Regions from separate parts of the Mus musculus genome. Here region 2 is linked to region 1. The links are chromatin contacts, called in public promoter capture Hi-C maps. All regions are on one chromosome and are shown on one strand. The core of a region is the stretch at or near the end of the contact, and the rest is flanking DNA. Distances in the headings are between cores, read along the strand shown. Region 1 holds the start of Serpinb1b (serine (or cysteine) peptidase inhibitor, clade B, member 1b). Region 2 overlaps 1110046J04Rik (RIKEN cDNA 1110046J04 gene).

Region 1 (2,849 bases), core at 238-2,737:
GGGGGGTTGGGGTGGTGCGGGCAGTGATGGAAGGAGCAGAGGGATTAGGAGGAGGGGAGGGCTTTTGTGAAAGTCTGACTGCACCATGTCAGCAGAGATATGGCAGGGAGAGCTGGCCAGTTTGGCCTCTGCTAACCTTAGAGAGCTGGGCTGCAGTGCTGCCTTTGGCTCCCAGAAAGACCATGGCCAAGGAAGAAGAAATACTAAATGGAGAGAAGAAGATGTTTCCTGTGGGGCTGCTTTCCTTCAGTGTGTGGAACAGCTCCAAGGTGAAGAGGGTGTTCGCTGAACTCAGCTGCTCCATGGTGAAGGCTGCAACAGACAGGAGATCAGCTTTGCCAGCTACAACACTACCAACACCTATCACAGCTTTGCCACCCACCCCTAGCACCTGCAGTAGGTTAATCCGGCTCCCTCCAATTTTTCCAAAGAGGCAAGAATACTCCTCTAGGCACACAAAGCTGGGGCCAGATATGAGCAGTGACATGGCCCAGGGCCAAGGTTGTCTTATGGCTCTAACTTTCTAGACAGGTGTGTCTTAGGAGAAATTATGCTGGTGGTCCTGGCACAGTGCCCACACTACACAGCCTTCTGTCTGGAGCTCACACATCTCTCTCCCTGTGGGATGTCAGGTTCGAATTCATCTGTGCAATGAATCCAGAAAACCATATGGACCTACTCTGCATACAGGAGAATTCTCGTAAGATAACAATGTTATCATATTAGTTCTCAGTGGTTACAGTCCTCCATGCCTGAGGTCAAGGCTTTAGTCTCAGCTGGAATGAAATATGCAAATTTGGGTTTGCCACTCACTCTCCCTAGTCAGGCTATGGGTGACAGGGAAGAGAGACACTCTCCTGTGTCTATTTGGAAGGAAGCTGGTCCCTGAAGTGGGTAAGCAAGTCCTGCTTGGGACTCACTCCTAATCCATCTGGATCCTAAACTCAGAACTCCAGTTTGTCCAAGTACAGGCCATTCACAGCTGTGTATCTGTGGATGTTTAGCTACCAGGGCTACATCCAGTTATCATTTTTGAGGATCTAGGATCTCACCAGCTTCCTTCCCAACCTCCATCCCTGCAGCCAGGATTGAAGCTATGGAGCAGCAGGGCACTGTCCTCTCAGATAGAGGTTCAAAAAGCAAGCTGAGGGGAAAAACAAAAGCAAAACCATGACTGGGACAGCCTTCCTTCCTCTGGCCAAAGGCTTGGCTTTGGATGTGGCTGGGGAACCACATCGCCTTTCTTGGTCTGGTGTCACAACTAGGGTGAGGGTGAGGCATGGGGAGAGCATGCAGGTCCCAGGAGGACGTGCAGAGAGGTCTCCCACCCTCTTGCCAACCACCTTCCTGGGATGCTGCCCATGGCCCTTACCTCCTCTGTAGCAGCTCTGGCTCCACTTGCTAGAGACCTAGGAAGAAGCTCCCAAGGCCAGCTGCAGCCTTGACTCTGAAAGGAGAGTGTCTTACTGGCAAGCACAAGCTGGGAAGAGAGCTTTTTCTCCCCTGGTGAGTACTTAAAACTGTGCTTGCATGACTGACAAAATGAAAGCAGAAGATTGCAAGCGCCCACAGGGATCCATGTTCCTCCATTCCAGGCTATGCTCTACTTCTCCAAGCAGAGTACTTGATAAATTACTCCTTCCTGAGCTGTGAAAAGCCGAGAGGAAAAACATTCTCATTACCAATCAAATGATTCCTTTTTGAATTCCACTGAAAGACTGCAAAAATGCTAGAGATCCTTTTTTGTAAGGTGTGTGCATGGGGGTGTAGAGGCACCTTTGTGGCCCCTTGAATAAGGTCACAGTGCTCCAGTTTCTAGCTACACCTATGTATGAGAGAGAGAGAGAGAGAGAGAGAGAGAGAGAGAGAAGGAAGAGGAGGAGGAGGAAGAGGAAGAGGAAGAGGAGGAGGAGGAGGAGGAGGAGGAAAAAAAGTCCTTTATGTTGGGTTCCAAAGAAGCAACTGGCTAACTGTGGTACCTATTAGCACACCAAAATTCATTCTGGCTTCTATCTTCCATCAGTACCTGTAGCTCTTCTCAGTTTTTCTCACCTCTCCCCTGAACTAAACATCTCCTCCCTGGGGCCCTGGCTACTCTTCTGCAAGCTTCTCTTTCCTATGTAACCCTGCCATTTTTGGCCATTTGCTCTCTTGGCTATCTTGATTCTCTTCGCTCTTGGTCCCTTCTCCTGGTCCCCTCCCCTCTCACATCTTTTTCTCTCCTTTCCCCCATCACCTGGTGCAGTCTACTAACCATGTTTATCCCACATGGAACATGACCTCATCTCATTCACTTTACTGACCACTGCAGCCCAGTAAGGGTAATCACATTCTGTACAAACCTGACAGTTCTGGTAGTGTCTCCCATTACCATGAATGATCAGGTGGCCCTGCTAGTACTGAGTGGACTGAGCATCTGGAATCCCTGTTTCTTTTAGCCACCATTGGTATTCCTTAAAGGAAGGCGTCAGAGGAGGCTTCTTCACCAAGGCAGGGTCAGAGCTCCCATTTGGGCCACTGGAAGAACAGAGCTACAAGCAACCCCAAGATGTGTGCTCTAAAGAGCAGAGGTGGAAGAATGGCTGGCACACCAAAGCATGGTAGTCAGGAAGCTGTCCTGTCCAGCTCTACAGCCAAGCTTATTGTCCCTCAGCACTGCTGCAGGGCACTTCCTTCTGCTGCAAGTGCAGGGTTTGATGTGCATGCGCCCTAGTCAAATAGTGTCATCCCACTAGCAGGTCATTTGATGTACCATCTTCAGTTCCTGTTGGAGCCATGTTCTCTCCTTCAATAAAGCCATTGATGAGAGAGTACATAGTATGCAGACTTAACATGTTGCATGGGAGTGA
Region 2 (2,849 bases), core at 261-2,760, 870 kb before region 1:
GGAGATTGTCTCTGGAATTTTTTTTTCTTTCTGTGTTTCTGTTTCTCCTGTAATATACTCTCTTTATCAGTTCTGATTTGGTAAATACTTCTGTCCCTATCCCCTCAGCTTCTTATTTACAGCCTGACATCTAGCAGGCATAGAAAGGAAGACCTCTAGATTTGAATTCTGTTTTCCAAGTTGAGTAGTAAAGCTTTACCTTATTTGGCTAACTTGGAGAATAGTATATTAAAGTAACTAAACAGTAAGACCTTTGGGAATTCATGGAAGTTTGTTTGTTTGTTTTTTAAAGGATTCACTCTTGTTTTGTTATTTATGTGTTTCCTTTTGAGAGAATGTCTCATGTAGCTGGAACTCAAGGATGATTTTGAGTTTCAGGTTCTACTACAGCTACCTGAGTGCCAGGAGTGCAGGTATACATACTTTCCCAGGTTTTCTATGATCAAAGTCAGTTCTGTAGAAGGGAAGCAAGCAGTCTTCCAGCTGACATACATCCCTAGCCCAGTTTGTGTTATATAAGAACTATAAAAACATCCTAAGTTTGAGTGGAGGGCTCAAATAACTAATGAAACATTTGGAATGACAACAGAAAACAAGGCTTCAGGACTCTGCCAGTACAGGCTAGATTAACTGTCCAAAGAGAGTGACTGCATGTGCTTTTTGCTGTACCAGCAGATCACATGTGATCTGCTTAATTTCCTTACTTGCTGGCCAAGAGCACAGTCTAAGCCACACCCTGTGGCTAACAGGCCGGTCATCTTAGGTTAAGTTGTCACTTGACCTTTTCTACCACTCTACCCCAACCCCACCCACCCCTTCCTAGCCTTGGCCCCACAGGGTTTAACCAGGGATCTTTCTCTCAGCAGTCCAGCCTCAAAACCCCCAATCAGACCCTGACCAAAATCCTCCTGGGCCACAGCCCGTGAAGTCCCAGGTCTACCTCAGCCCCTGTCTTGTCCCGATCCCCCTACCCAGCCTCCACCCCCAACCACCACTGCCCTCTTCTCAGAATCCCTGTCCTCTGGGATCTCAATTCTCCCAAGTATGTGACTTCATCTCCATCCTCTGGACTTCAGCCTGACTCTAGCACAGGCCCCTGTGGCTTAGTTCCATTCCAGTGGCCGTGCTGGTGTGTGAGAGCTTCTGCCTAGGATGCAGTGAGTGGGTTGTGGGGTTCAAACTCTGGATGCAGCAAGTGGGGAGTCCTGTGTGGCTGGGTTCAGGGACAGCTGGGAAGAAAGGATACTCCAGCAGTGGGGCAGAGCTAAGGGACGTGAAGTTTTCCTAAGTTTCCTAGTCTTTAGGTCATGGAAAGGAGAGGCTTCTCCATATTACCCATGTGCCATATTCCTTCAGTAATCTGGAGTCATGACTATCCTTGTCCTGGCTCTTTCCAGAGCAGGCAGATTCCTCCAGCTGATTAATCATGATTTGTCTCTGACTCACACCAATCATTTCCTCTGGGTGTCTAGAGACATGGCACTGCAACCCTGACCACCTCCCTGCTCTGCTCTCCACAGAGGTCACAAGCTCACTCCAGTGCCAAAGATCCTCCAGCACTTGCTCATTCCTGCTCTAGGCCAGACCACACCAGCTTCACCCAGCTTTCTGCCCTATTACCAACCCTGGTGCTTCAGGCCTGATCATAGAGACTCTTAACATTTGACTCCACTTCCCTGCCATTCATTCCCCTAGAAAAATCCACATATACCTATGCCTCCTCACTGTTCTTCAAGAAACCAAACCACGCCCCCACGCCCCCATCCTTCCCTATTTGAAGGCCACTGCTGTCAACATTGCTGTTCAATAGGGATTCTTCATGGCCCCAAACCACCCTGGTCCATTTTTTTTTTTAAGCACTAGTCCCTTCTCTTTGTTCTTAATAACCCATTCCTCAGTGTTTCAGGCCCCTTTGTCCTCTCCTAGTCAGCTTCTGGCTCTTTCCTCTCTATTTACCTTTGTGTACTGGCATTCCTGGGAATGTTTCTCCTCTCTGGGAAAACCTCACTGAGGCCTATGACTTCAGTCTGTATGTATTTGACATCACATTGACACTTGGTTCCTAGACCTCTCTTGAACTTCCCATGGAACTTCAATCTTTTCATGTCAAAATGGAAATTGATTCTGGACCTGGTGTCAGAGACTTGTTATCCAGCTATGTGGAAAACTAAAGGAGTTTGAGTCTATCCTGGGCTACAGACAAAATTTAAGGCCTGCCTGGGTACTTACTGAGATACTGTCTCAAAATAAAAAGTAAAACCAGGGTTAGGGATGTAGCTCAGTGGTAGAGTGCTTGCCTAATGTTCAGGAGAGCCTGCTTCAGTCCCTAGCACTAAAATAGATAGATAGATAGATAGATAGATAGATAGATAGAGAGAGAGAGAGAGAGAGAGAGAGAGAGAGAGAGGTGGGAGGATGGATGGATGGATGACTGCTGAGACAGTTTAGCTAGCTAAAGCATTTGCCTTTCAAGAATGTTGCTCAGTGGTAGAGTGGTAGAGTACTTGCCTAGTATTCAGGAGACCTTGGTTCAGTCCCCAGTACTGACAAACAAACAAACAAACAAACACTGCTAAGATGGCTTAGCTGGGTAAAGCATTTGCCCTGTAATCTTGGCAACCCATAAACTTATCTAAAGATGGAAAAGAGAGAATCAGCTGGGAACAGAGTTATCCTCTTAACTTTATGAATGCATGGTGGCATGAGCCCATCCCCCTTTCATAAATACAATGTTTAAGAATTTAGTCACTTTTCTGCTTGTCACATCCATTTACCTGCTGGACCAAGTCAGGTATCTGGGAGTCTTGCTGGAGTCCTCCTTCTGTACTCACCTAGTCTACAAGTGCCAA

The links. Promoter capture Hi-C pulls out the DNA fragments that hold promoters and counts their contacts.
Region 2: a promoter capture Hi-C map of 3T3-L1-derived adipocytes shows a contact between it and region 1, with 9 times the contacts expected there. The contact joins the enhancer-like site here to the promoter of Serpinb1b in region 1. A contact is called at or near these places in 5 of 39 promoter capture datasets (the 3T3-L1 cell line, 3T3-L1-derived adipocytes, hippocampal neurons and 2 more) and 1 of 9 other capture datasets (embryonic stem cells).

Annotation. Positions count from the first base shown.
Region 1 is chr13:33,082,741-33,085,589 of GRCm38.p6, reverse strand. Serpinb1b (serine (or cysteine) peptidase inhibitor, clade B, member 1b) reads right to left here and starts at 1,487. Exons shown (of 7, transcript NM_173052.2): 1 at 1,373-1,487; 2 at 137-312. The coding sequence starts at 304.
Region 2 is chr13:33,950,147-33,952,995 of GRCm38.p6, reverse strand. All of the region lies in intron 1 of 1110046J04Rik (RIKEN cDNA 1110046J04 gene), which reads right to left. It also overlaps a transcript of Serpinb6a not described here. Among named protein-coding and RNA genes, the nearest start is that of Nqo2, 13 kb to the left of the region's middle. Within about 2 kb of position 1,510, at least 88 of the 459 cell types and tissues checked have an H3K27ac peak or open chromatin away from gene starts, as enhancers often do. A contact at or near this core is called in 3T3-L1-derived adipocytes, where this site is marked.